Regions from separate parts of the Zea mays genome. Here regions 1, 2 and 4 are each linked to region 3. A link is a contact called in public Hi-C data. All regions are on one chromosome and are shown on one strand. The core of a region is the stretch at or near the end of the contact, and the rest is flanking DNA. Distances in the headings are between cores, read along the strand shown.

Region 1 (7,074 bases), core at 719-3,218, 240 kb after region 3:
GTTCAGCATAATTTCCAGCACTAATTTGGCACCTATTAGGAGTATCTCTAGCAAATCCTCTATTTCAAACTTCACACCGTAAATGATGTCAAATAGTGTCATCTAGGATATCATATCCCTTGTTTTACACTATCCTCTGAAAGACAGCCTTATGTCACTTGCATTACCATTTTCACAAACATGTCTAAGGTGGAGCTTGCACGCAAACATGTCGTCCTAGGTCCCAACTAATCAACTATGCTATCATATTTCTGTATTAAATTGAACATAAAATTACCTACATTTTTAACCGACTTTGAAGTATGACCATATGCGTAATGAAACACACAACTGGCGTTGTTCAGAGTCTCTAACCTCACTCATACTCTCCATAGATTAATCTGCCGATTTAAATTTTAGATAATAGAAACAAGTTTCAGACTTTTGCACTTCCATACATACAACCTTATGAATAATGACTTATAAGTTCATAAACAACTAAGAAAGGATAAAACATTCAATTGTTTGGAACCATAAATAATTTAAACAGCTTCAATTCTAGCATAGGATCGTCATTGATGATTCGTGAAAATCTCCATAGCCACCACCTCTAAGGATTGACGTGCATTAAGGATTTTTTGTGTGATTTTTCTTTCTCTGCAATAGTTTTCAAAATCGAAAATAATGTGTTTCTCCAGAAAATAACCTACAGAATTGACGGTATGAGTATATGATTAAAAACCATATCATTACGACAGAGCCAAATGGACAGAAACATTGATGTGCCGATTTTAATAAATCTATGGAATGAACGCAACAAACAAGACCCGGTGAAGTATCATTTTTGCAAACTAAAATTCTTATCCGATAATATTACATGGAAAGATGGACGTGCTATAGAGCACCGCGCGCCGCTCCGACCTTGATATTCTTGCTCCCTTCCTCCGTGATGTCCGAGCCTTGTTCACACATACGGAAATAAACCGAGAATTTGCGGGCAAATCCTAGGAGTTCGTTTGTGTTAATACGAAGAGAACAATTTAAAAAGAAATCGAGCACGAACGAACGCGCGCAACGGACGAGAACTGTTGCCACGCCACATCACGTGCAGTGCATGGGGGCGTAGGTGTGGCATACTGGCACGCTGGCTATACCACGCAGCCTAGCCTCGCTACCAGGAGACTGGCGGCCTGTAGTATGCTTTCTGACTGTCATCTTCACACACTCCTCGTCCTCGTCCTCATCCAAAATGTCTCCCTCTATAGTGAATGTGTCAAGGCGATCATCCGGACCGACTGTCGGGAATCTCACCTCCCAACCTGATTTTTGACGAAATTCATTGCAAAAATTGCCCTCTCTCGGTAAGAATAACCAGTTAACCACTACTGGTAGAAGCAAAAGAAGCAAGGAAACCGAATCACAGACAGAGACTGGTTCGCATATTCAATTTGTTTCTAGCTAGCTAGGCCACTGAATCGGCCGTTTTGGCTCGATCGTCATCACAGCAATGTGGGTGTGGCTATCATTATCAAGCAGCAGGTGCAACTCAAGCTTTAGCAAACCGGATGTGCATTAAAATTAAGGATGCGAACGGGTTGGTAGCAGGCCGGGCCGATCGATGAGTTGCGAGTTGCGACTTGCGAGTAAGCACTGCTCTATGTTCACGTCGCCGAAATCAATTATCAAGCTCTCTTGATTGATTTTATCAAATACCTCATACTTCTTCTGAAGGGATCATTGTTTGTTTGATTTTGAAGGGATCGTTGTCTGTTTAATTTTGGACAGACCTTTGAAAATGATTTACCCAAATCTTTCGGGAGAGAAAATAAATAAATAAATAAATAAATAAATAAATAAATAAATAAAAACGAGCCAGGGCCCAACACTAGTCGGTTTTCGCCTAACACTAACAGGCCGGGCCGGCGGGCCCCAGGCCACGATTCCTCATCCAGTTTTTTAAAACTGCTTCCTGCACCTCTGGCCCACCACATCCCGTCGCGTCGCGTCGCGGATTACGGAGGAACCCTCTAGGCTCCGGTTCCGGAAACAGCGGGCGCCATTCCCGGGCGAGGAGGCCGGCCCAGATCCGAGTACGGCGGCGGCGGCTGCGGCGGCGAGATGACTGGTGGCGGCCCGGCCGCGGCGTCGCAGGCGTACGGCGAGGCATGGTACTGGGACGAGCGCTACCGCAAGGAGGCCGGGCCCTTCGACTGGTACCAGAAGTACCCGGCCCTGGCGCCGCTGCTCCGCCTCTACCTCGCGCCGCACCAACGCCTCCTCCTCGTTGGCTGCGGCAACTCCGGTGAGTCGCTCTTTCTTTCGGCCGGCCAGCGGGGTTAGATTGTTTCTCCTTCTTACGGGGAGGGGGATGGAGGGCACCGTGGCCTGGGACCTGGGTGCTCAGCGGCGCTCGTTCATACGTTGTTCTGCCCCTCGTTGTCCGGGTCTCGGCTGCCGCGTGTGTCGCTGAGCGCTGGTGAGTGCGGAGACGGTCAGACGGATGTGCGGTTCGGGTGCGCAATGTAGCCGTCCTGTACAAACCAGAGACTCTTCCCGTTCTCGGATAATTCAGTACTGACCATTTCTATTGGAAGGGTCTGATTGGATGGGGGCATTTGACCACCTGATCATGTATTGATCGAATGAAAACAATGAGCCGGTCCTAGCTCACTCGCGTACGTCCTGTATACAAGTATATTCTTTACCTTCTGTACCGGTGGTCTGTTTTTAAACATGCCAAAGTGAAAGAGGGGACAATGGTACCACTGAGATGCTGGCATTTGGTGTGTGTGATAAGGGTCCCCTGCGCCATTGCTAAGGAATATACAGTGAGAACCCTGACATTTCTGGGAGCCTGGTACCATCCTGTCCCTGTGCCATGACTCTTACGAATTCTGGCAACACTGGCATTTCTGAGCCTGGTACAATCCTGCCCCTGTGCCATGACTGTTATGAATTCTGGCAAGGTCTGGTCACTAGGTGTCTGGTTAATTTAGCAAACTGGGAGTGCAGCTATTGCCGTAGTACTTCAGATCTTTCAAACTTCATGAACCTAGTTTTTTCACCCACATGGCATGAAATTTTGAGGTTTGCTTTCAATATAATACATTTGTTGGCCATACTAATATTAATTAGTTCTATGTATTGGATCTTTTTTATGCACGTGGAACTGAAATGTGAACTTTGGTAAGTGGTATCATTGTAGAGGTACAACCGTACAACAGAGTTCTAACGGTAATAAAAGATGGCACAAAGATGGCACGTGCACATTCATGAAAAACTCATCCTAATTCATTCTAAGCAAAACTGCACTAGTATTATTTTAACACTTAGCTTTAATTTCTGAATGCAGCTAGAGGTTATTGATTGTTTTATTGACTTAGTTCACCCCTCATAGTTGTTCAAGATGAAGTCGAAAGTACAAGTAATATAGGATCAAATGACTTATATCGCCGGAGAATTATTCATCTTAAACCACAGTATTTTTATAAAACCAACTTTGCATTCTTAGCTATGGAGATGGCTGGGTTTGTAGTTAGTGTTTTCTGGGTGGTATATAGTTTATTCTAATAAGAATTGTCGTTCTCACTCCTTTTGAAGCTGCAACGCATGAACTGTTCATCAATTCTTGCTTTGCTTGTGGATTCATATAGTCATTAGTCGCAAGCATGCATAGACGTGCTTTCGTTTGTTAATTTTAATGAGCTATTTAACCACAATATGTAGTCTAGTGGAATTACTTATGTGGTTTATCTTCTTTTGATTATTGCAGTCTTTGGTGAGAACATGATTGACGATGGTTATCAAGATGTTGTCAACATTGATATATCTTCTGTGGTAATTGAGCAAATGAAGAAGAAATACCACGATAAGCCTCAACTTAAATGTATGGTCTTTGTTCTTGAGTACCTCTGCAGTATATCCCACATAATCTGATACCGTGTATTTCCCTTGATTGGCAAGACATGAAGATGGATGTAAAGAACATGTCAGATTTTGAGTCTGGTTCTTTTGATGCTGTTATTGACAAAGGTACAATTATCATTGCAGTACTTGACAGCATTATGGATGCAACTGCTAACATCTGTAAACTGATGCCCAACATGTCATTAGTTTCTAACCCCTTTTTATTATTTGCAGGAACACTGGATTCTCTTATGGTGAGTGTACTTTTGTCAGGACGCTTTGACATTCTCCCAGTGTGATACTCAGCAGCATCTCTTGTATTTCAGTGTGGTCAAAATTCCCAAGAGAATGCAACGAAAATGCTAGAGGAGGTCAACAGGTAAATAATACAATGATATTTACCGTGATATATATTGCTTGATTGGATACAGCTTCTATTTACCGGTCCTGCATGCAGAATCCTCAAGGAAAATGGTGTCTACATGCTGGTAACCTGAACTATTTGATTCTTTATTCTTTAAAAGATGTGGTTATTTTGTGCTCATCTGGTGTCTTTAACAAATTTCTGACTCCTATAATGTCTTAGATCACTTATGGGGATCCAAGTTACCGCTTGCGTCTCTTGAAGGACATGGAAAAATGGACAGTAAAGCTCCATGTCATAGGTTAGTTAGTTACTCACCATCAGGCCAATTCAACTGCACCTTCCGGTATTTGCAGAGCTCCAATCACATTGACCTTTTCTCATATCCAAAGTAACGTTTAGATTCATGAATGTATTCCAGAGTAGCTATGTTTTCATTTTTCATGGTAAAATGCTTGTGCTTACAACTGTAAGTGTACTGGGTTATTGCAGAAAGATGGGAGAAAAGTTCGAATCAGAACAAATGGGAACTGACAAAGCCATTGCCTCTAGAGGACCATAGCACATCACTAGCTGCACTTCTTGGCCCCAAACCTGATGTCCACTACATCTATGTCTGTGTAAAGGTTAGCCTTGAGTAGTTATTCAGAATGTTCAGAACTTTTTTCCCCTTAAACTCTTCATCGTACCATTTAACTCATCGGTATTTTGCTATCGGATGCATCATCTCAGGGCAACGGTGGCGCAAGTGTGGATTCTAAAGCTGGAGAAGCTGCCAATTGATTTCTCCTATAACCCTCTGAACTGACGTGCGTAACCGGTGTAGCAAATAATGTAGAGAAATAGAACAGATGTTGTACCTCGAATTGATCGTTGTTGTTTTATTGGATAATAACCAGCGTGTGAATTGTAGAACAGATATCGCACCTCAATTTGCAGTTGTTTCATTGAATAACCAGTGTGTGAATAATGTAGAACAGATGTTGTACCGCTTGTTTCAGTGTTTCATGAATTCGATTGACCCTGTCAGTGATCCTGTGCTTGTACCGGATGTTCTAGATCAACTGAGTTAGATGTTTGCATGATTGCATCATTGCATGGTACTTGGGATTAGGCTATCAGCTGTGTAGGTTACTTATATCCTTATATACTATTATATTATTATATATTACTATTTGTAGTTTAGTTAGCAAGATTCTTTATTCTATATCATAATCTTCTGGACTCATATTCCTCTATGTATTTAACTATCATATCCTTTTTTCTCTCTTATACCACATGATTGTCTATTGTACTATAAAATCATGGCACGTTACCAAGAGGATTTTGCTATACAGGTTACTGATAGCACAAAGTTTTGGTTGCGCTGTAGGCAGCGGTGGGGCTCCAGGCCCTCTATCACTCCCGAGTCCATATACTCCTACTGACTGGAGCTTTTCTAAATTTCAAAAGTACAAATATAATGTAGAAGGGATATTATATATTGTAGTGGTTTAGTTGAGCCTTCTATAAAAAGTTTTTTTTTGCTCCGTCCCTGGTTGTATATATTGTTACGTAGCGCTCAAAAACATCTATATCTAAGGGTGCATTTGGTTGGAGTCAATTAGAATGTATCAGTTTCATTCTAGTTTTTGATAATGTAGCCGTTCTATTCTCCGTTTGACAAGTAGAACAGACTCACTCTATTTTTTGTTTGATTGAAGAATAAAATAGAGCGGAGCCGCTCCGTTCTTTGTTTGGTTGGAGAGTCATATGAGTATAGAGAGAAGAGAAAGGAGAGCGCTCGCGTCCGAGAAAGCGCCCGCATCCAACCATTTTGGTGGAGCGGGAGCATTCCAACTATTTATGGTAAATTTACATATGGAGACTACAGGAGCCGCACCACTTCTCTTTTGTTGGAAACTAAATATTTTAAAAAAAAATTGAATGGAGCCGCTTCATTCTCATTGACTCCTCAACCAAACGCACCCGCGCTCTATATTTGATGCCTTAAAACAGGGTCTAAAGTTTTCGGTAATTTTTTTATGTTTTAAGGACTAATTTGGTAACTCTATTTTCTCAATAGATTCCTATTTTCTTGAAAAAATAAACTAAATATTTTGGAAAATAAAAAACAATTAGAAAAATAGGGTTACTAAACTAGCTCTAAGAGTTAGCCTTTTTAAAACTATTAGATAGTTACGGTTTATATTATATTTTTTTATTTTTACAATATAAATCAATTCAGTATAAGCTGTGCTCTCGCTGGCCGTAGGGAGGTAAGAACTTGATGTTTTTACCTTTTCCGCACGTGAAAATCTGTAGAGGAAGAATGTTATAAAAAGAAGAGCAGGGTCCCACCCATCTAATCCAACGCACGAAGATGAGACACGTCAGTACGTCACCCTTTCTGCCCCGACACGCCCTCCAAAAATCCGCAAGCCAGAACCCAACCCCCCTTTCCCCGTCCAACGTCCTCTAGCCGCCTCGCCGAACTCTCTCTCACACACACACAGTCTCTCTGCTCCACGCTCGCCGCTTTTCCGCTCCACCCCTCCTCTCTTTCTCCCTCCCTCTCTTTCTCTCTCCTGCCCCAACCAACCAATGGAGGCTCTCGCGGGCGCCGCATCCTCCTCCGTTCTCCCCGCGCGCCACCCGCCCTCCCGCGTGGCCGCGCAGTCCCTCGCGCTCCGCCCTAGCCGCTGCGGTCCCCTCCGCGCGGTTAGCGCCGGCGGTGTCAGTGGCAAGGACGACGCCCACGCCGCCAACGGGTCTCCCGTCCTCAAGGTAATAGCTTCTGTTAGGATATATAGCCTCCCTCAAGGCCCAGCCAGTGGTTTCCCGGG
Region 2 (6,578 bases), core at 1,367-3,866, 170 kb after region 3:
ACCGTGGCTAACTATGCGAAAAAAATTTGGTGCAGCCCTACTGCAAACCATACTGTTTGCAGCCTCTTAAAAAAGAAAGATAGACCCCATCTATAGGTCCACCAGATAACGTTTTAGTTGTGTTATTACTGCTGCTGCGTGTGAGGTCTATTTTTATTTTTTGTGAGGAGCTGCAAACCAGACTGTTTGAGCAGGGCTGCACTAATTTTTTTTCTTACTATGCATGCATAACAGCATTCTCAAGGCGACGAAGCTAGAAGAAAGATGTATTCGACGTTCACGTTCGTTCGTCGTATGTTATCAGTGAACAAAGATCTGCTGCTAGTGGACTTGGAGTCACAAAGGAGAGGGGACGACAATAGGAGCCGGCGGCACGGAGTCCTCCAGCGGCCAGCACTCCCAGTCGCCGTGCTTGTTCTGCCACAGCGAGAAGTGGCTGGGAGTCCACACCTCCCCCCGCTCGTTCCTCTCCTTGGCGAGCCGCCTCGCCGTCTCCTCCACCCGCCGCTTCGCCTGCCTGGCCGCCTCCCAGTCCTTGTTCAGGATCGCGGCGCTGACCTCGGCCCAGACCACGGCGGACTCCGAGGCGGACACGCCCTGTGATGTAGCACGATCAGCATGCACCGTTTGTTCACCATCAATAACTTACTGGTGTCCTGTCGTCTCCTACCTTTCTGTCTTGCACGACGGGCGTGGCCAGGTCAGCGATGGTTTGCCGTGCGTCGTAGAGCACGGAGACCTCGCCGGTGGCGACGTCCCTGAGCGAGACCTGGCGGTCCCAGAACCCGTCCACCTCGCACAGCGTGTCGTCGGGCGCGGCGGAGCGGAAGACCCTGCCCCTGACGCAGCGCGCGTCGCCGCCGCCGAGGCCGAGGAAGGAGCGGCGGCTGCGGCGGTAGCTGAGCGTGGCCTCGAGCCCGGACTCGGCGCAGGAGACGCGGACGTCGCCGGCCCACTCGCAGCCCGGCGACGGCAGCAGGCGGATCACGAGGCCCGGGCACCCGACGGCGTACGTCTCGGCGTGGCGCGGCAGCCGCAGCTCCCGCGCGCCCCGCACCGCGGCCTCCACGCTGGCGCCGTGGAACCGCGGCGCGGGGCTCTGGCACCACACCAGCTCCACCTCCCCACGCGCGTGCGTCGCGTGCAGCGCCGTCACGGGCGGCCGGTGCGAGACCTGCTCCAGGAGCACGTTGAGGCCGGCGGACGTGGAGACGTGGTGCGTCTCCCCGAGCACCGGGTTGTAGGGCGCGAAGCCGAAGATGGGGGGCCGCGTGGTGGAGATGCTCCACGCCACCACGGCGCACATGCGCTGCAGGCTGTCGGCGCCGCGCGCGCACCGCGCCAGCATGTCCTCGCCGCCGCAGTACACGGCCTCGCCGTACAGCTGCAGCTGCGACTTGGGCAGGTTGAACGTCGCCGGCAGCTGTGTCGTTCCAGATGGTTGAGTTGAGCCACACAAGAGTCAGCGTAAGCTGGTGGTGGGCAGTGGGCAGTGGCGCTCGCACGCACGCAACGCAACGCAACGCAGGTACCTGGAAGTGGGAGAGGTCGGAGCCCGGGCGGACGTTGCGGAACAGGCTGAGCACCCGCTGGCCGAGGTTGGCCGGGCGGAGCTCCCCCGCGAGCCCGCCGGCCCCCAGCGACAGCGGCGGCGTCAGCACGGCCGCGCGCGCCGCCTCCGCCTCGCCCTCTGACTCCGTCTGCGTCACATCAGGTGATCAGGATCAGATACGACAGTCAACAGCGTTTGTTATTTTGTTTTTCCGAACGAGATTGGAATGCAGGCGCTCCGCCGATCGAGACGCTGGCACTGGCCAAGTGGAGGCGGGCGTCAGATTTGGCAGCGCGTGCGTGCGCGCCAAAGGTTTTCCCTCTACTATAATTAATGAACGAAGAAACAAATCTCGGACCTCCCGAGGCCGGGCGACGACCGACGAAAGGCGGAGGGGAAACGGCTACGCGACGGGGACGGGGACCGCCCGCCTGCCCCAGATAAGAAATGTTGGAAACTCCTTTTGTGTGTGCTGCAACGTGTATGTACAAGTACAAGTATACGGGTGGTAGGTAGGTAGCCTCCTTTTCCGAGAGTGTGTATACGCGGACCATACGTATGCAGTACTTTGTCTGTGGAGCGTGTGGCCATGGCGACGGCGACGGAAAGGTGCCGCCGCCGAGAGCCAACGGAGCACACGCACACGCATACGCCGGTTCTTGTGTAAACGGAACCTCTTTCCTTTTCTCCTAAGAAATGTTAAAAGCGAAGCGAAGCTAGCGATCCCGAGGCCACACGCGAGTCGCAAGGTGACGTCCGGGAATCTCATTTACTCCGACCAACGACGGCGCATGGACCGCCGCGGGTCACGGTGGCCGGCAGTGCGGACGACAAGGCAAGGCAAGGCAAGCAGGCGGGCGGGGGAACGCGCGTACGTACCATGTGGGCGGGCGGGCACGCCGGCGGAGAGGGAGGAATGATGGAGCGAGCGAGCGACCACGAGCTACCGGCGGACGACGGCCAGGGCCAGCCAGCCAACCCCTCCTCTCTTCTCTCCTCTGGTTTGCTTTCTTTGGCAGCTCCGCCGTTGTTGGTGTTGCTGTTGGTGTTTGGTGGTGTTGGCCCGAGGCTAAGCTAGCGCGTCGTCAATCTATTTATAGCCGCCACGCCCACGGCACACGCATGCGCCAACCCGGCCTGCCTGCCAGTGCCTGCCAGCGGCGCGACGACGTCACCTCCTCCGCTCCCGTGTGGGCGTCAGGGCCGAATTTTTTGCATTTTGATCCTTCATCGGAAAAAAATTCACGTTTGGACCCTAGAAAATTTTAATGTTATTTTTTAACCCTTTACTCGGCGCCGTAGCCTGTGGCGCCGAGGTAACACAGCTCAGCGCCATAGGCTATGGCGCCGAGGTACGTGCTGCGTTGGCACAAACGGACGTCGTGGCGCCGACGTGGTGCCGAGCTTGGCGCCATAGATCTTGGCGCCGAGCTCCGTTTTATACAGAAAACTTATCTAGCTCAGTTGGTAAAATACAAGGCTTTTAACCTTGTGGTCATGGGTTCGAGCCTCACGGTGCGTGTTTTTAATACTTTTTGTCTTTGTCATTTATTTCTTTTTTTGTTGTTCATATTTTTGGTTTATGTCGCTAATTTGTCCGTCCTGATTTATTTCTCATCCAGTTTTATTTTTGTGACTGATTTGTTTATTCGTCCAGATTTTTTTATCCCGCGAGCACAGCAGCTGTGTGCCACAGTGCTCACAAGCCATCAACTTCTCCCCTTGTTTGCTCAGCTAACCACAATAAAAATCAAATGAGAACACTCTTACTTCAATCGTGATCAAATAAAAATATTATATTTTCATTTAGTTCTTTTGAACATAAATTTTAAATACATAACAACATATTTCCAGTAAAAAGAAGCACACATATTCATCTTTTTTTCTTCTGCACTAAATAAAAATCTAGACGAATAAACAATCCAGTCACAAAAATAAAACTGGATGAGAAATAAATCAGGACGGACAAATTAGCGACATAAACCAAAAATATGAACAACAAAAAAAAGAAATAAATGACAAAGACAAAAAATATTAAAACGCCCACTATGAGGCTCGAACCCACAACCACAAGGTTAAGAGCCTTATGATTTACCAACCGAGCTAGACAAGTTTTCTATACAGAATGGAGCTTGGCGCAAAGATCTATGGCGCCGAGCTCGGTACCACGTCGGCGCCACGACGTCCGTTTGTGCCAACGCAGCACGTACCTCGGCGCCATAGCCTATGGCGCCGAGCTGTATTACCTCGGCGCCACAGGCTACGGCGCCGAGTAAAGGGTCCAAAAATAACATTAAAATTTTTTAGGGTCTAAACGTGAATTTTTTTTCGATGAAGGACTAAAATGCAAAAAATTCGGGCGTCAGGGCAGGCCGAGGCCTTGTGAAACCGTGTCGTCGTCTCCAGCCCGAAAGCGCGCCACTCCACCGGCGGGCGGCGGCCCCAGATATGCTTGGACTCCTGCACGCATGCTCGCCGGCAGGGCCGCGTCTTCCCAGTAGAATTCGATTTCTGCTGCTTCACGGTTTTCCCAATGGGAAGTGATTTCATTGGATTCCTAACGGCGAGTAGAGTATGAAGCTGATAACAATTGATTGTTTGTTGATTCTATTGACACTTCCAACCGGGAGGCACGGATGCACGAATTTTTTTTAGGGGTGACTGAACTGATAGAGCGATCTAATCTCACTAAATCATTTATAATAGATAGATATACCAGTTTAAAATAGTCTTTTATTAAAATGTTGATGAAGTATAAAAATCATAAAATACATAATAAGGAAATAAAGGACGGACTTTATCCATACCAAAAGACCGAATCAGGAATAGACACAAATTGAAGGTCGAACCGTAACCGTTATTCATCCGAGAAAGCAACCTACACAGCTAGACATAATCGACCAGTCAAATATTCATGGACCTTCAAATTAATAATTATTCTCTAGCCGCATAGTCGGAGACGTGCCGACACTGTGGGCCCATGGCAGGCCACAGGGCGTAGGCCACATGTGTGTGACGGCGTAGGAGAGAGTGTGTGTAGGGATGGCGACACCGACACGGCGTGCGTGGAAGAGAGAGAGAGTGGCATGAAGAAGGCCATGAAGAGAGCACTATGCGGGGAACTAGGGAATTGAGGGTATGGTTTGTTGTTGGGCTTATGTTTTTGATAGTAGGATGTACAATTAGTGGACTAATATTTTTTATATAAGTATTTTATATAATATATTATATATGTTTAAATTTTTAGGAGGCTCCATGGACTCGGGAGAGATAGGGGTTCGAGCCCCATCCGCCCCACCGCTGTCACTGTCCTTGGCAGAATGTCTACCTGCATCGTGGAATGTGGTTCACAACTTCGATGTACATACAATGTCAGACTCATGTAAATAGAAATGCCTTAAATATGAGTCCCTCTGTTGGTCATATTCTGTACTTTATAGAAATTTATCGGTGTTTCGACCCGAGGGTCCTAACCATCTAATAAATTTGCGCTGCATGACCTTGTTCCAGATGATTGATGCAAGAAGACATACAAGATTTAACCTGCTTCGAGCAAGAGAAGGTTCTACATCCAGCGGGGGAGGGAGGCTAGTATTATCTTGCACCTAAGTGCTTGTAGTAGGGGATACAAGCAAGTCGAGAGATGGAGCGAGTCCCAAGTCTCTAAGTATAATTGAGGCGAGTGCCAATATCATAAGTGAGGTGGGTCGTGAACCGTGAAGTCCCCCCATAGAAGGCCCCGGGCTTCTCGTTTTATTGCAAGGAGGAGGCTCAGGAGAACAAGGGTTGTTATGTTGTTGTTGTGGTCATATGAGATGTGTCTGTGCCCTATAGTGGTATGGTCAGTGGGATGGCCCTCGTCCTTGTTGTCGCTTTTGGTCAGGAGAATGATGTCTGATCCATATAGCATGTTCTCTTAACTGGGTAGAGTGCCGATGCTGGGCTTGGGAGCATGTGGCATGTGTTCGAGCCCTAGCATGTACAATGGTGCGGAAGTGCCGAGTCGGAGTGGTTCGAAACATACCTGGCATGGTCTTCTGCGAGGTTTGTGGGAGATCATGTACCATTTAATGTGCGTTCTCCCTTGCTGGGGCAGTTGGCGGAGGTCGGGCTCGGGCGAGGTAAATATTTCTCCTGAGGCCGAGGCTGGGATTAGACGTTACATGTAGCCATGCTCTGGGTGGTTGAAACAGTGGTCGGAGTGGGGGACAGAGCCATTCGTGGCATGACTATCGTCGTGGGCGGTAAAGGTAGATTAGACCGTAGTCGTGTTGGCTTTTGTTTACTTTGGCACCTTCAGCTTGGTAAGCAAACATACGGACACACGTTCTGGGATTAGAGTGGTTGACAAGGCGGAGCGTCACCTGAGACTGGTCTCGGGCGAGTCGGGAATGTGTTTCCTGCCCAAAGGTTGAGCACGGTCGAGTCGTGACTTTGGTTCCACGCGCCTTGATAAAGGTTGGGAGCGTGTGTGCTTATGACCCTTTTTTTACTCAAACATCTAGACAGTTTAGGTTTGTGATCTGGATATCCCTAATTACGGTACCAACAAAATTATTATGAAATTCAGTTATGTATAGTTGGTCATCGTTCGGTACTAGAACATGCTCACGACATACATGAACTATCTAAGGAACTCAACCAAATTTCATGTACGCTGCTCTATGAGTTTATGGCTGGCGATATTATTGCCACGCTGCTATTTTCATGGAATGATTTTTGCTATCTTTTTTCATGCATGCTGCCCTAGGTTAAGAGAACCAGTATTGGGATCTGAAAGTAGCGATCTGACACACTGCGGTGATCTTCTCTGTTCCACCTGCTCGATGCTGAATCCATGGTTGCAAGCTGACTGACAACGAACTAAGCGGCTCTTGAATGTGATATGACCAGCGTGCTATTGCATTTTGCTATCATCTCTACTACTTATTAAGGTTATAACGGTAGCCTGTCATTTTCTGTTCTGCATTTTTTCATTTCCTGTTTTGCCCTCATCCCTGTCCGGCAGTAAAAAATGAAATTTGTA
Region 3 (7,337 bases), core at 1,084-3,583:
TAAAGGGCCAATAATGATCCCGTTTTGGTGCTTAATGCCAAAGGGGGAGAAATTAAGGCCAAAGCAAATGGATCAGCTACCACTTGAGAATTTTGAAAATAGTGAGAATTATTGAAAATAGTAGAGTTAGAATTTTTGATTTGTCCAAAATACTCTTATTGCAAAATTTGGCCTCTTGTGGGGGAGAATTTTTGATTGGCAAAAAGGGGAAGTTTTGGTACTTGATCAATTTTTCCATTGGAATATCTCCCTTTGTGCCTAATCAAGTGTGTTTGACTTAGAGATAGGAAAATGAATTTGATTTGCAAAAAACAAACTAAGTGGTGGCAAAGAATGATCCAAATATGTCAAAACTTGTGCAAAGACAATTTTGTTCTCAATTGCATTGATGTTGCACTTCTTTTGGTTGCTTTTGGATGTGTTGGCATAAATCACCAAAAAGGGGGAGATTGAAAGGGAAATGTGCCCTTGGGCAATTTCTATTATGTTTTGGTGATTAAGTGCCCAACACATTTAATTAAGTTCTTATGTGAAGAGAAAAGTGCAAATCAAGACATGAGGTATGTTTCTAGACTTAGTACATTGTTTTGAGTATTAGCATATTTTGTCTAAGTGCTAGAAATAAGAAAAAAAAAAGAATTGCAAAAGACTTGGCTGGGTGCAGCCGAAGTCCAGCTCTGCCTGGCACACCGGACTGTCCGGTGGTGCACCGGACAGTGTCCGGTGCGCCAGGCTGGTTTCCGGTGAACAGGTCGCTCTCGGGAAAAGTTTGGCGGCTTACGGCTATAATTCACCGGACTGTCCGGTGAGCCAACGATCGCCAGGGCAACGGTCGGCCGCGCAATCCGCGGGCGACGCGTGGCCCGCACCAACGATCGGCAGGGGGCACCGGACAGTGTCCGGTGCGCCAACTAGCCCGGAGGTGCAACGGTCGTCTGCGCCAGAAAAGGAAGGAGATCGGCACCGGACCGTCTACAGTGACTGTCCGGTGGCGCACCGGACTGTCCAGTGCGCCACTCGACAGAAGACAAGGATAGCCTTCCTTGTTGATCTTCAACGGCTCCTAGCTGCCTTGGGGCTATAAAAGGGACCCCTAGACGCACAGAGGAGTTACCCAAGCTTATAAGAAACATTCTAAGACTCCAAGACTCCAACTTCACGCATTCGATTCTTTGTGATAGTGACTTGAGCTCCATTTGAGTTGTGAACTCCGTGCGTTATGTTTTGAGCTCGAGTTGTGACTTGTGTGCGTGATTGTGCTGTGGATTTGAGTCTTGTGTGTGTTGCTCTCCCCTCCCTTACTTTTGTGCTTATTTTGTGATCATCATTGTAAGGGCGAGAGGCTCCAAATTGTGGAGATTCCTCGAAATGGGAGAAAGACTAAGAAAGGAAAAATTGTGGTATTCAAGTTGATCATCAGATCACTTGAAAGGGCTTGACTGCAACCCTCGTCCATTGGGACGCCACGTCGAAGTAGTCAAGTATTACTTGGCTGAACCACAGGATAAAAATCGCGTGTCTCTTGTGTGCTTTCTCTTTGATTATCTGTGTTCACAAGAACTCGCTTCAAGCTACTTAGCCGTTCTAATTTTCATAACTAAGTTTTGTGGCTATTAGTGTTGAATTTTACAGGATCACCTATTCACTCCCCTCTAGGTGCTCTCAGAAAGCGCCGGCGCCTGCCAGTCGGGCAAGCCAAGGCCGCCACTAGTAGGGCCCTCTTCTCTGTGCTTGCTCTGCTGGAGCGCGCCGCCGAATAGCACAACGCCAACGGCAGCCTCTCATCCGAGCCCCACAGGTACGCGTTGTAGTACCGTACCGGGTGACCATGCCCCACAGGCCACACGTCCGTGGTCGGATGCAGGGTGGAGCCATAGAGGTACAGCGACAGGGATAGAACACCGAGTCCTTTCGCGGGAACAGCCGGACCAACTCCCCTGCTGCGCCTGGTTGAAGACGTGTCCAGGCGCCGTGTACTTGTTCGACCGGATGATCGCCCATAAAAGGTACATCCAATCTACTTAGAAAGACATACCGTGTGACCGCATAGAAAGGAAATCGAAGGCTATCGCGTAGGATAGTTTGGCAAGGCCGGGATACCTGCCGACTTGATGGAGATTCGGTATAGATTGAATCTATAGCAACGTCAAGATAGAGCGTGCTGATAACGCGTTGAGAACTACGTTACCATGGATCACCATATCCTCTCCTTGTAATCGTTCAGAAAAATTGATCCATATCCTCGCCCTCGTGCCCGGTCCTTATTTGGGACACCGAGGGGAATATTTTTACCAAAAAAACAAATATTCACTACTTGATAATAATTACAACATATCTATTATTACAGACAACAATACAAAAGTAGATATAAATAACAACACAAAGCATAGCTGATAAGTCACAATTATTTTAACTTAGTAATAATTTCAAACGAATCACAAAATACGTAAATAAATAATCACTAGATTTTTTATCTGGTTTTTAACAAGACCTTGCGGACCATAGGGTACCTGCCCAGAACGGGTCTGATTCCCGTGCGGCCCGTCCCATGGAGAATTTTGCCATAATGGCATCCCTATGTGCTAGTGTGCAGCGATGGAGATGGCCTAGGCTGGCGTGGTGGGCCGGTGGCCCAGTTCTTGCCATCAACGCCGCCGCAATCTCATACTGCTCCTTCTCTAACTCCGGCGGCGGAGCCCATCGCGGTTGCCTCCACCACCAGTCCACGGCTGTCACCGCCGCACTCCTCCACACAGACACCTTCTAGAGTCTAGGTTCCCCAGGCCCCACTTGCCAGGGTCTATCTTATGATCTTATCCCCTCCTGTTATCTCTGCTTTCCCCCTTTCTCTCTTCCGAACCGTCCCATTCCCGCGCTCTCGGCTTCTCGCCCGCCTGCCCCTCCGCCTGTCAGCGCGCCGGTCGTCTCGCCTGCAGGAGAGTTCGAACTCTGCTCCTTCCAGCCACCGTAACCATGGCGACGCCTCCGCTCTACTCCGTTTCCACTCACCACCGCGCCCCACCACCATGGCCGCCTCCCAAGGCTGCCACTAGTCCGCGAATAACCTTTCGGTGTAGCGTGCTGGCGGCACCGGCTGGCCGAGTCCTGGAGGCGCCCACCGCTGCTCCAAGCTCATGGAGCACCAAGAATCCGCCAAGTCGGGCCCTGAGTTCCGACGTGAACCTGCGAATCCAGCGCCTCTGTCAGGCGGGTGACCTCGCGGGCGCTCTGAGGCTGCTGGGCTCTGACGGCGGCGTCGACGTGCGGAGCTACTGCATGGTCGTTCAGCTCTGCGGGGAGGAGCGGTCGTTGGAGGCTGCCAAGAGAGCGCATGCCTTAATTCGCGCGTCCAGTGCCGCTGCAACGGGTGGAAAAGGGAGCGTCCTTGGGAAGAGGTTAGTGCTGGCGTACCTGAAATGCGGCGACCTGGGCGAGGCAAGGACGGTGTTCGATGGAATGCCTCCTCAAGCTGCTGATGTCCGTGTCTGGACTTCGCTGATGAGCGCGTACGCCAAGGCGGGTGATTTCCAGGAAGCTGTCTCCCTGTTTAGGCAGATGCAGTGCTGCGGGGTCAGTCCGGATGCACATGCTGTTTCCTGTGTCCTCAAGTGCGTTTCCAGTTTGGGCAGCCTTACGGAAGGCGAGGTGATTCATGGATTACTTGAGAAGTTGGGTCTCGGTCAAGCATGCGCGGTTGCAAATGCTCTGATTGCCGTGTACTCGAGGTGTGGACGGATGGAGGATGCGGCACGGGTATTTGACAGTATGCATCCCCGGGATGCCATCTCTTGGAATTCTATGATTGGTGGATGCTTTTCAAACGGATGGCATGGTACAGCTGTTGATCTTTTCAGCAAAATGTGGTCTCAAGGTACGGAGATCAGTTCAGTGACAGTGCTCAGTGTTCTGCCTGCTTGTGCGGGATTAGGTTATGGCCTTATTGGAAAAGCGGTGCATGGATACTCCGTGAAATCCGGATTGCTTTGGGGCCTTGATTCTGTACAAAGTGGGATAGATGATGCTGCTCTTGGATCCAAACTGGTATTCATGTATGTGAAATGTGGGGACATGGCCTCTGCAAGAAGGGTGTTTGATGCGATGTCATCGAAAGGTAATGTGCACGTATGGAATCTGATAATGGGTGGGTACGCAAAGGTTGGTGAATTTGAAGAAAGTCTCTCGCTTTTTGTGCAAATGCATGAGCTTGGAATTGCCCCGGATGAACATGCCATTTCTTGCCTTCTGAAGTGCATCACTTGTTTGTCTTGTGCCAGGGATGGCTTGGTGGCTCATGGATATATAGTAAAATTGGGTTTCGGGGCACAGTGTGCAGTTTGCAATGCACTGATATCATTCTATGCAAAGTCCAACATGATTGGCGATGCAGTCTTGGTGTTCAATAGAATGCCTCGTCAAGATACCATTTCTTGGAATTCTGTGATTAGTGGATGCTCTTCCAATGGACTAAACAGTGAAGCTATTGAGTTGTTCATAAGAATGTGGACACAAGGACAGGAGCTGGACTCAGTTACGTTGCTAAGTGTTTTGCCAGCTTGTGCACAGTCACGCTATTGGTTTGCAGGAAGGGTGGTTCATGGTTACTCGGTTAAAACTGGATTGATTGGGGAAACATCTCTTGCAAATGCTCTTCTTGATATGTACTCAAATTGCTCAGATTGGCAGAGCACTAATCAGATATTCAGAAGCATGGGTCAAAAAAATGTGGTGTCCTGGACAGCAATGATCACGAGTTATATGAGGGCAGGACTGTTTGACAAAGTGGCTGGGTTACTTCAAGAGATGGTACTAGATGGTATCAGACCTGATGTCTTTGCAGTCACAAGTGCCCTTCACGCTTTTGCTGGTGACGAATCTCTGAAACAAGGCAAATCTGTCCATGGTTACACCATCAGAAATGGAATGGAGAAGCTTCTTCCTGTTGCCAATGCACTTATGGAAATGTATGTGAAATGCAGGAATGTGGAAGAAGCACGGTTGATTTTTGACCGTGTGACGAATAAGGATGTAATCTCATGGAATACACTGATAGGAGGTTACTCCAGAAATAATTTTCCCAATGAATCCTTCAGTTTGTTCAGTGACATGTTGCTCCAATTCAGACCCAATGCAGTGACCATGACTTGCATCCTTCCTGCTGCTGCAAGCATTTCATCCTTGGAGCGAGGAAGGGAGATACATGCTTATGCACTTCGAAGAGGATTTCTGGAAGATAGTTATGCATCCAATGCGCTTGTGGACATGTATGTTAAATGTGGTGCGTTACTGGTAGCTCGAGTTTTGTTTGACCGGTTGACTAAGAAGAACCTCATATCATGGACCATTATGATTGCTGGATATGGCATGCATGGTTTTGGGAAACATGCCATCGCCCTCTTTGAGCAAATGAGAGGCAGTGGTATTGAGCCAGATGCGGCCTCTTTCAGTGCCATATTGTATGCTTGCTGCCATTCTGGTCTTGCTGCTGAGGGACGGAGATTCTTCAAGGCTATGCAAAAGGAATACAAAATAGAGCCCAAGTTGAAGCACTACACCTGCATTGTTGACCTGCTTAGCCGTACCGGCGACCTGAAGGAGGCTCTTGAGTTCATCGAGTCAATGCCGATTGAACCTGATTCAAGCATTTGGGTATCATTGCTTCACGGATGTAGAATTCACAAGAACGTCAAGCTTGCGGAGAAGGTAGCAGACAAGGTCTTTAAGCTGGAACCTGAGAACACAGGGTACTATGTTCTTCTTGCCAACATCTATGCTGAGGCTGAGAGATGGGAGGCTGTCAAGAAGCTCAAGAACAAGATTGGTGGTCGAGGGCTCCGTGAGAACACTGGCTACAGTTGGATCGAGGTCAGAAGCAAGGTTCATGTCTTTATTGCAGATAACCGGAATCACCCAGACTGGAACAGGATTGCAGAGTTTCTGGATGATGTTGCCAGAAGGATGCGGCAAGAAGGCCATGATCCTAAGAAAAAGTATGCTCTGATGGGTGCCGATGATGCAGTGCATGACGAGGCACTATGTGGGCACAGCTCAAAGCTCGCCGTCGCATTCGGTGTGCTGAATTTACCGGAGGGACGGCCAATTCGTGTGACAAAAAACTCAAAAGTCTGCAGCCACTGCCATGAGGCTGCCAAGTTCATATCGAAGATGTGCAACAGAGAGATCATTCTGAGAGATTCAAGCAGATTCCATCGTTTTGAAGGAGGCAGGTGTTCTTGCAGAGGGTACCTCTGAAAGAAACACCAGTCATGTGCCTGTGGTTTTGTTTGTTCATTAGCAGAGAGCACATTTATTGCTACTAGCAGTTCTAGCACCACCATATAGCCTGCATCTGTAGTGATTTTTCTTTATAACATTAGGAGGGAAGAGACCTTTAGAAGGTAACAGGTGTGTGTGTTCAGGAAACAGAAGCTACTGTCCATAGAAATGTGAAGATTTTATATATGTATGAAGGCATTTTGGCATCTTTTACTAAAAATATTGTTACAAACATTTTAGTTGCAATTAGGGGCGGCCGTGCCACATGTTCGACCGCACAAGTCCCCAAAATTGGAGAGCCACAAAATGTATATTGATCTATATAAATACTACAAATGAAAGGTATTAATTTACATGAATATAAGTCAAAATGTGATATAAACCGTAAATAAATTGAAATCGCTACCGACTCGTATTCCTGATCGTACGTATAAACTGGCGGCCGTGGCGATGGAATTTGTGGAGTTAAATTTTCTCCACAGACTAATGGTTTAAGCAAAAGTTTTAAATAAGTTTAGTGCAGATTGTAGTATTTGTTTTTTTTCTGAAAAAAAGTCAGTATTATTATAGATGATACTAATAGTGTCAAAACTGGAGCAAGTTCTATTTTTACTGTGCTGATATTCCTAATAATATCCCTTGTTTCAATATTCACTCCTCTATGGGCAGATTGCTGCCATGGTATACGATGCAAATGACCAAAGGTTGACAGTATGTAGTGGATAACCAACCGCACTGGCATCAAGCCATCAATTATAGTTGATAGTTCTATTCATAAGAACAAAGCCAGCTTATGCCTGCTAGTCCGTCAAGTTGTAAGCACCTTCACCAAGTTTCCGGTTAAGTAGTTAACAGAGAAACCTACTGTTGAAATCACGGTTAACTTGTACAAAATTTTGGTCAGTTGTAGCTGAAATGGGCTTGCATACAATACGTGAAATGAACAGCTTGCACAAAAAGGATCACATTCATATTAGTTCATCTGAGGGTTACAACTGGAGGATGTGAATGCAAATACTTGACAGGACAAATACTTGAATGAGACCAAGATGGAGCAGTAATAA
Region 4 (7,193 bases), core at 3,165-5,664, 140 kb before region 3:
GCAATAGAAGTAAGGTGCTCAACACATGCATCAACATTAAAATCCTTACACCTATTACAAATTACTACATGTTCAATACATGAGCTAGATTTATTTGCTACTTCTAACTTAGCATTTAAGTCATCATTGACACTCTTTAGACTAGAAATAGACTCATGACAAGTAGATAATTCGCATGAAAGCATTTCATTTCTTTTAACTTCCAAAGCAAGAGACTTTTGCACACTTACAAATTTATCATGCTCTTCATATAAAAGATCCTCTTGCTTTTCTAGCAATCTATTCTTCTCATTCAACGCATCAATTAATTCATTAATCTTATCAATTTTAGTTCTATCTAAGCCTTTGAATAAACTTGCATAGTCTACTTCATCATCACTAGATTCATCATCACTTGAAGACACATATGCAATAGTATTTTGAGTGTTTACCTTCTCCTTTGCCATGAGGTAGGTGTGATGCTCGTTGGGGAAGAGAGACGATTTGTTGAAGGCCGTGGCGACGAGTCCTTCGTCGTCGGAGTCAGACGAAGAACAATCCGAGTCCCATTCTTTTCCAAGGTGTGCCTCGCCCTTAGCCTTATTGTAAACCTTCTTGTTCTCTCTCTTCCCATTCTTTCCTTGTTCCTGGTCACTATCATTATCGGGACAGTTAGCAATAAAGTGACCAATCTTACCACATTTGAAGCAGGAGTGTTTTCCCTTCGTCTTGCTCTTGTTGGGATGCTCCTTGCGACCTTTGAGCGCCGTCTTGAAGCACTTGATGATGAGGGCCATTTCATCCTCATTTAGCCCGGCCGCCTCAACTTGTGCCACCTTGCTAGGTAGCTCCTCCCTGCTACTTGTTGCTTTGAGAGCAATGATTTGAGGCTCGTGGATCGGCATTGGGCCATTCAACGCCTCATCAACATATCTTGCCTCCTTGATCATCATTCTCCCGCTTACAAACTTTTTGAGTATTTCCTCGGGCGTCATCTTGGTGTACCTAGGATTTTCACGGATAGAGTTAACAAGATGAGGATCAAGGACAATGAATGACCTTAGCATAAGCCGGACGACGTCGTGGTCTGTCCATCTCATGCTTCCATAGCTCTTGATTTTGTTGACCAGGGTCTTGAGCCTGTTGTACGTTTGAGTTGGCTCCTCCCCCTGATCATTGTGAACCTTCCTAGTTCGCCTTCCACCAATTCCATCTTGGTGATCATGGTGGCGTCGTTCTCCTCATGTGAGATTTTGAGGGTGTCCCAAATTTGTTTGGCATTATCCAAGCCGCCCACCTTATGATACTCTTCTCTGCACAAGGATGCTAAAAGAACAGTGGTAGCTTGTGCATTTTTGTGAATTTGTTCATTGATAAACATGGGATTATCCGTACTATCAAATTGCATTCCATTTTCTACTATCTCCCATATACTTGGATGAAGAGAGAACAAGTGGCTACGCATTTTGTGACTCCAAAATCCGTAGTCCTCTCCATCAAAGTGTGGAGGTTTACCAAGAGGAATGGAAAGCAAATGAGCATTGGAATTTTGCGGAATACGAGAATAATCAAAAGAAAAGTTTGAGTTGACCGTTTTCTTTTTCTCGTCGTCGTCGTCTCTTTGGGAAGAAGAGGACTTGTCGCTGTCGTAGTAGACTATCTTCTTGATGCGCCTCTTCTTCTTCCCATCCTTCTTCTTGTGACTTGAGCCCGAGTCAGTGGGCTTGTCGTCTTTTGGTTCATTGATGAAGGACTCCTTCTCCTTATCGTTGATCACCATCCCCTTTGCCTTAGGATCCATCCCTTCGGTCGATTAGTCCCTTTCGTGAAGAGAACGGCTCTGATACCAATTGAGAGCACCTAGAGGGGGGTGAATAGGTGATCCTGTAAAACTTAAAATTTATTGCCACAAAAACTTGGTTAAGTGTTAGTGCAATAGGATCAAGTGGATGGAGAGGAGTACTTGTGAAACACAGAAACCACAGAGAAATAACATAGTAGACACACTGGTTTATCCCGTGATTCGACCAAGTACAAAACTTGCCTGCTCCACGTTATGGTGTCCCAATGGACGAGGGTTGCACTCAACCCCTCTCAAGTGATCCAATGATCAACTTGAATACCACGGTGTTCCTTTTTCTTATCACCTTTCCTGTTTGCGAGGAATCTCCACAAGTTGGAGTCTCTCGCCCTTATAACAAATATCAAAGTGAAAGCACTAGAGTAAAGGAGGGAAGCAACACACACAAATCCCAGCAATATGCACACACACAAGCCAAGACTTGAGCTCAAATGAAACACAACAAGTTCACCACTAGAACGGAGCTCAAATCACTAAGAATGTCAATCGAGTGTGCGAGGATGGAGTGCGGGAGTCTTAGAATGTTCAGAGTATGCTTGGTGTTCTCCTTCATGCGCCTAGGGGTCCCTTTTATAGCCCCAAGGCAGCTAGGAGCCGTTGAGAGCAATCCAGGAAGGCAATTCTTGCCTTCTGTCGGGTGGCGCACCGGACAGTCTGGTGTGCCACCGGACAGACACTGTTCAGTGTCCGGTGCAGATTGCTTTCCTAAATTGGCGCAGCCGACCGTTGAAGATTTAGAGTCGTTGGCGCACCGGACAGTCCGGTGCCCCCATCAGACCGTTGGCTCGGCCACGCGTCACGCGCGGATTGCGCGGCCGACCGTTGGCGTGGCCGACCGTTGGCTCACCGGACAGTCCGGTGAATTTTAGCCGTACACCGCCGACGAATTCCCGAGAGCGGCCAGTTGACCAGACGCCAGCCTGGCGCACCGGACACTGTCCGGTGCATCCAGACTGCGCAGAGTCTTGGCAGCTCCAGTCAAGTCTTTTTTCCTTTTGTGTTTTCTCTTATTCTAGCACTTAGACAAATATGTTAGTACACAAAAACCAATGTACTAAGTCTAGAATCATAACTTTGTGTTGATTTTCACTTCATCCACTATTTGACACTTATTAATACTTAAGGCATTTGTGTTGGACACTTAATCACCAAAATCCTTAGAAATGGCACAAGGGCACATTTCCCTTTCAAGAGTATAATTTTCGAATCTATCTCCATATCAAGGTCAAACGAAAAGGTTTAGGCCCTGTTTCAATCTCGCGAGATAAACTTTAGCAACTATTTTTTAGCTACCTTTAGCCATTTGTAATCTAAACAGGAGAGCTAATGGTGGTAATTGAAGCTAAACTTTAGCACTTCAATTCATATAGCTAAAGTTTAGCAGGAAGCTAAACTTTATCCCGTGAGATTGAAACGGGGCCTTAGTTTCACAATAAATCTACCTCCGTATGAGGCCAAATGAAAAAAGGTTATTGTTCATATGCTAATGAATAAGTCGAGGGCTATTTATTCACTCCCTTACGTAGCATTTTATTTTTAAAAAATATTTTTTTATCTGACTTTGTATGAAAGTAAAATTTATATGAAGGTAAAGGTGACCAATATAGTGCTTATAACCTTTCAGTTTTTTTGAAACCTTTTGGGTGCCAAAAATTAGCAATATAGTGTTTAGATACGTATTTGTAAATTTGAACAGTATGTTTATTATTGTAGCTGAACACTATGTTTATTATTTTGGTGTAATGGTGACCTTCAAAAGAAAAGATAACTATGTCTTGAAATATGAAAATGTTTATTATTTTTATGTTCATTTTATTTATTAATGTTTTCTAGGTGATTTGTTATTCTTAAGATTTATCTGTTCAATCTCTACTATCTATTAAGTCAATAGTGTAGACTATCTTTGTGCCCCCACTTCCCCTCTCCACGTGTGCCCCCACCTCCGCGACATCCACGCGACTCCACGCACACGGAGCTCCGACTCCACGAAACCCTCGCCCACCTGCGTCGGATAGCCAATCTCCGCACGCGACCTCCGCAACCTCCATAAACTGCTATTGTAGCTCCATGACATTTGCGCCGACGACTCCGCGGCCTCCTCCACCACGATGACTCTACAACACCGTGCGCCCCATCGCAAAAACCTACGCAATGCGCCATGCGGCTCCCACCCGCCGTGCCCCCGCCTTCCCTCCGCATACGCCATGCTTGTCGTTTCGTATATATGTTTTATACTATTTTTTACTTCTGTGGCAACACACGGGCACATATCTAGTCATTATATTATGCTACTAATGGTACGGTATACGTTAGCAGGTGCGGATATACGTAAAATATGAGCATCTAAATTTGTGCTACAACCACAATTTGCAAATAAAAAATAGAAATCCTGAACATTGAAATGACGTAATTTAAATCTCACCGTTGCGATTGGCTGTAAGATTTCTTTTTTTGCATTTCTCCATTTGATGAGGCAATTAATTATGCAAAAGACGAGATATATAAATAAACACTTTTCTGGGCTTTGAAGCCTTTGATCCTCGCGCGACGGCCCATCAGGTACTTCCACTCCTCGTCGCCGGAGCACACCCAAACCCCAGGTTCCCCGCCCCAACTCAACTTCTCCGCCGCCGACCGCACCGTCTCGTACTCGTGCACCGCGCGCGCCCCGCAGCTTGCGTCATCCCACGTCCTCGCGCGGTCTGCGCCTTCTTCGCGGCCGCCTCATCTGCCCGCCCCTCTCCACCAAGGAGCTCGGGCACCGGCTGCCACTGCACGATCCTGCGCCGGCGACCGTTTGACGCCGCCGCCTCAGCAGCAGCAGCAGCAGCAGCGTGCTACTTCACTTGGCACGCTCTCCTTCTGGTATGAAGGCATCTTGCGGCCGCGGGGAATATCGATCTTAACATTTGCCTTATTTGGCGTACTTTTATTTTCGCGTGCAGACTGGGCGCTGAGGGTGCGGAAGCTGGAGTCGTCATCGATGGCGACCGTGGAGTAGCACCCCAAAGCTGGCGCGCTTTTCTTGCCGTCCTGCCAGCGCTTCTAGCTTGGTTTCCCCATGATCCTCCGCAGCGCACTAAGGGCTGGTCGCAGCCTCCGGCGGGTTCCCCTGGTTCAGCTCATTGTGGAACACGGTGAGCCGTACCGAGCACCACACCGGTGTGCTACTGATACCCAGGATGGTGAAGAATCATCGGCTGTTTTGAATTGGTGGGGGGACACTCCAATCGGTCACAGGTATCAGTTGCGGGCTTACTCGCCTGCTCCTGCACATGTTAGGGATGAGAAACCCTTGGATCATGACGATGGGGCGGTAATGGCGGATAAGGAGGTCAATCGAATGAAGAAGATGCGGGTGTTCTGGACCGCACAGCAGACTTTCATGGAGTACCTCCATGTCACACGGGGGCTGAGCTTTCCCGACGCGGAGCATATAAGCAAGCACTCACCTGTCTTTGTGAGCAATCTGCTGCACCAGGTGAAGGATGCTATCAAGGACCCTGTGGAGGGGGATGAGGCAGCGTTCAGGTCAAAGGTGAAGACAAAGGAGATAAGGGATGAGAGGGCCACCAAGGCGTTGGAGCGTCTATTCAGGTATTATCCGATCAATGAGTTCGAGCCATTCTTCGAGAGCATGGGCCTCAAGCCGAGTGAGTACCAACCCTTTCTGCGTCGGGATCTCATGTTTCTTTCCGATGACGAGACGGTGCTGGAGAACTACCGTGTTCTTTGCAATTATGGGGTTATGCGCAATAAGATAGGGCAGATATACATTGGTGCTGCGGAGGCTTTCAGTTTTGGTGATGGTGTGCTTGCGTCCAAGCTCAGAGCTCTTGAGGATCTAGGGTTCAGTAAGTCCACTGTGATAAAGCTTATGGCCTGTTGCCCTGCCGTGTTGACATGTGGCCCACATGCCGAATTGAAGATCATAGAGTGGCTAGATGACATTGGCATTCAGAGAGACTGGATTGGTCAGTTCTTATCCGTAAAGAAGTCGTATAATTGGAGAAAGATGGTTGAAGTTCCTCAGTTTCTTGCTGAATTGGGATTCGATAACGAGGGTATTGGTAAACTGATCAGGCAACACCCAGATTTCTTGTTGGATGGCTCTGGAAATGCACTGTTTAGGGCAGTTGTCATTATGCTGAAAGCAGGGTCCGGAAAAGGAGACCTGTTCAATCTTTTCCTGGACTTCCCAGACGTACAGGCGAGGAGTTTTGCGAGGAACATACAGAGCGTTACGCTATTCTTAACTGACATCGATGTGAGCGAGGAGGATATTAAGAAGTTCGTGGTAGCGAACGCCTCGATGCTCGGTTCCGCTCGGGTGAAGAAGGCAAACAGCATCCTTACATACCTCAGCGTGGGGAAGAAGCGTCTGTGGAAGATCATAAGGGAAGAGCCACGCCAACTAATGAAATACACACTAGGGCTAAAGGTCAGCCGCCTGCCGCCTTGCGACGAAATCGCCGAGAAGTCACTGAAGGAGAAGGTGAAGTTCCTGAAGAACGTAGGGTTCGCGGAAGGCTCCAACGACATGAACAAGGCGTTGAAGGCCTTCCGCGGCAAGGGCGACGAGCTACAGGACCGGTTCGACTTCCTGGTGAACGCTGGGTTCGAGCCCAAGGACGTGTCGCACATGATCAAGGTGGCACCGCAGGTTCTGAACCAGAAGACACACGTCCTCCAGTCCAAGATATCGTTCCTTGTGAACGAGACGGCGTACCCTCTGAGCGTTCTGGTCGGGTACCCCGCGTTCCTGTCGTTCACCATAGAGAGAACCAAAGCCAGGTTCCTGATGTACGACTGGCTGCGAGAAAGAGGGCTGGTCCCTCCGAACTTCGCACTGTCCACCTTGTTAGCCTGTTCGGAGAAGCGGTTTTTTAAGTATCTGGTCCTGAAACATCAGAAGGGCCCGGAGGTCTGGGAGAAGCTCAAGAAGGAGGTGGCTGCAGACAAAAACGCGCACTGTGCTTCAGAGGATGATCAGCATGCTATTGTTTCTTGAGCAATTAATTTTTTTATGGAAAAGGCAGTGGGGGTGTCTTTTCGTGTTTTGATTAATGAACGATGTACATGGACGGTAGAAACTGATATTGTGACCTACTCCCTTCGGTCTACTACTAGTTGTTGTTTTGGATCTTATAAAATTTTGACTACAAATAGCTGTTTTATTATTTAGTATTGAAATCTAATGTTTATATATACTGATTTGTCTAAAAAGTACTTTTATAAAAGTATAAATATATTAAAAGTTTATTTGTTTTTTAACAAAAAATATTGGTCAAAAGTATATTTTGACAATACTGTCCTAAACGACAACTACACAGAGTAGTCCCTCAATGTTGTC

Evidence for each region. A called contact is a pair of places that touch in the nucleus more often than the background predicts.
Region 1: a Hi-C map of leaf shows a contact between it and region 3, with 10 times the contacts expected there. The contact joins the promoter of LOC100194012 here to the promoter of LOC103642486 in region 3. A contact is called at or near these places in 4 of 25 Hi-C or Micro-C datasets (ear, leaf, leaf mesophyll and 1 more).
Region 2: a Hi-C map of endosperm shows a contact between it and region 3, with 3 times the contacts expected there. The contact joins the promoter of LOC103642493 here to the promoter of LOC103642486 in region 3. A contact is called at or near these places in 3 of 25 Hi-C or Micro-C datasets (bundle sheath, endosperm and leaf).
Region 4: a Hi-C map of leaf shows a contact between it and region 3, with 6 times the contacts expected there. The contact joins the promoter of LOC100286156 here to the promoter of LOC103642486 in region 3. A contact is called at or near these places in 2 of 25 Hi-C or Micro-C datasets (ear and leaf).

The regions. Positions count from the first base shown.
Region 1 is chr1:195,677,656-195,684,729 of Zm-B73-REFERENCE-NAM-5.0, forward strand. It overlaps LOC100194012, which reads left to right and starts at 1,969. Exons shown (of 9, transcript NM_001139075.1): 1 at 1,969-2,281; 2 at 3,752-3,865; 3 at 3,943-4,011; 4 at 4,120-4,139; 5 at 4,212-4,264; 6 at 4,343-4,373; 7 at 4,472-4,550; 8 at 4,742-4,875; 9 at 4,982-5,241. The coding sequence starts at 2,098. The coding sequence ends at 5,032. LOC100193760 (Pyridoxamine 5'-phosphate oxidase family protein) reads left to right here and starts at 6,717. Exons shown (of 9, transcript NM_001138846.1): 1 at 6,717-7,015. The coding sequence starts at 6,833.
Region 2 is chr1:195,605,939-195,612,516 of Zm-B73-REFERENCE-NAM-5.0, forward strand. It overlaps LOC103642493 (oxysterol-binding protein-related protein 4C-like), which reads right to left and starts at 2,617. Exons shown (of 4, transcript NM_001329465.1): 1 at 2,432-2,617; 2 at 1,533-1,700; 3 at 671-1,423; 4 at 198-597. The coding sequence starts at 2,434. The coding sequence ends at 337.
Region 3 is chr1:195,435,486-195,442,822 of Zm-B73-REFERENCE-NAM-5.0, forward strand. It overlaps LOC103642486 (pentatricopeptide repeat-containing protein DOT4, chloroplastic), which reads left to right and starts at 2,334. Exons shown (of 1, transcript XM_008665751.3): 1 at 2,334-6,505. The coding sequence starts at 2,974. The coding sequence ends at 6,249.
Region 4 is chr1:195,297,609-195,304,801 of Zm-B73-REFERENCE-NAM-5.0, forward strand. LOC100286156 reads left to right here and starts at 4,415. Exons shown (of 2, transcript NM_001159044.2): 1 at 4,415-4,705; 2 at 4,786-6,942. The coding sequence starts at 4,902. The coding sequence ends at 6,851.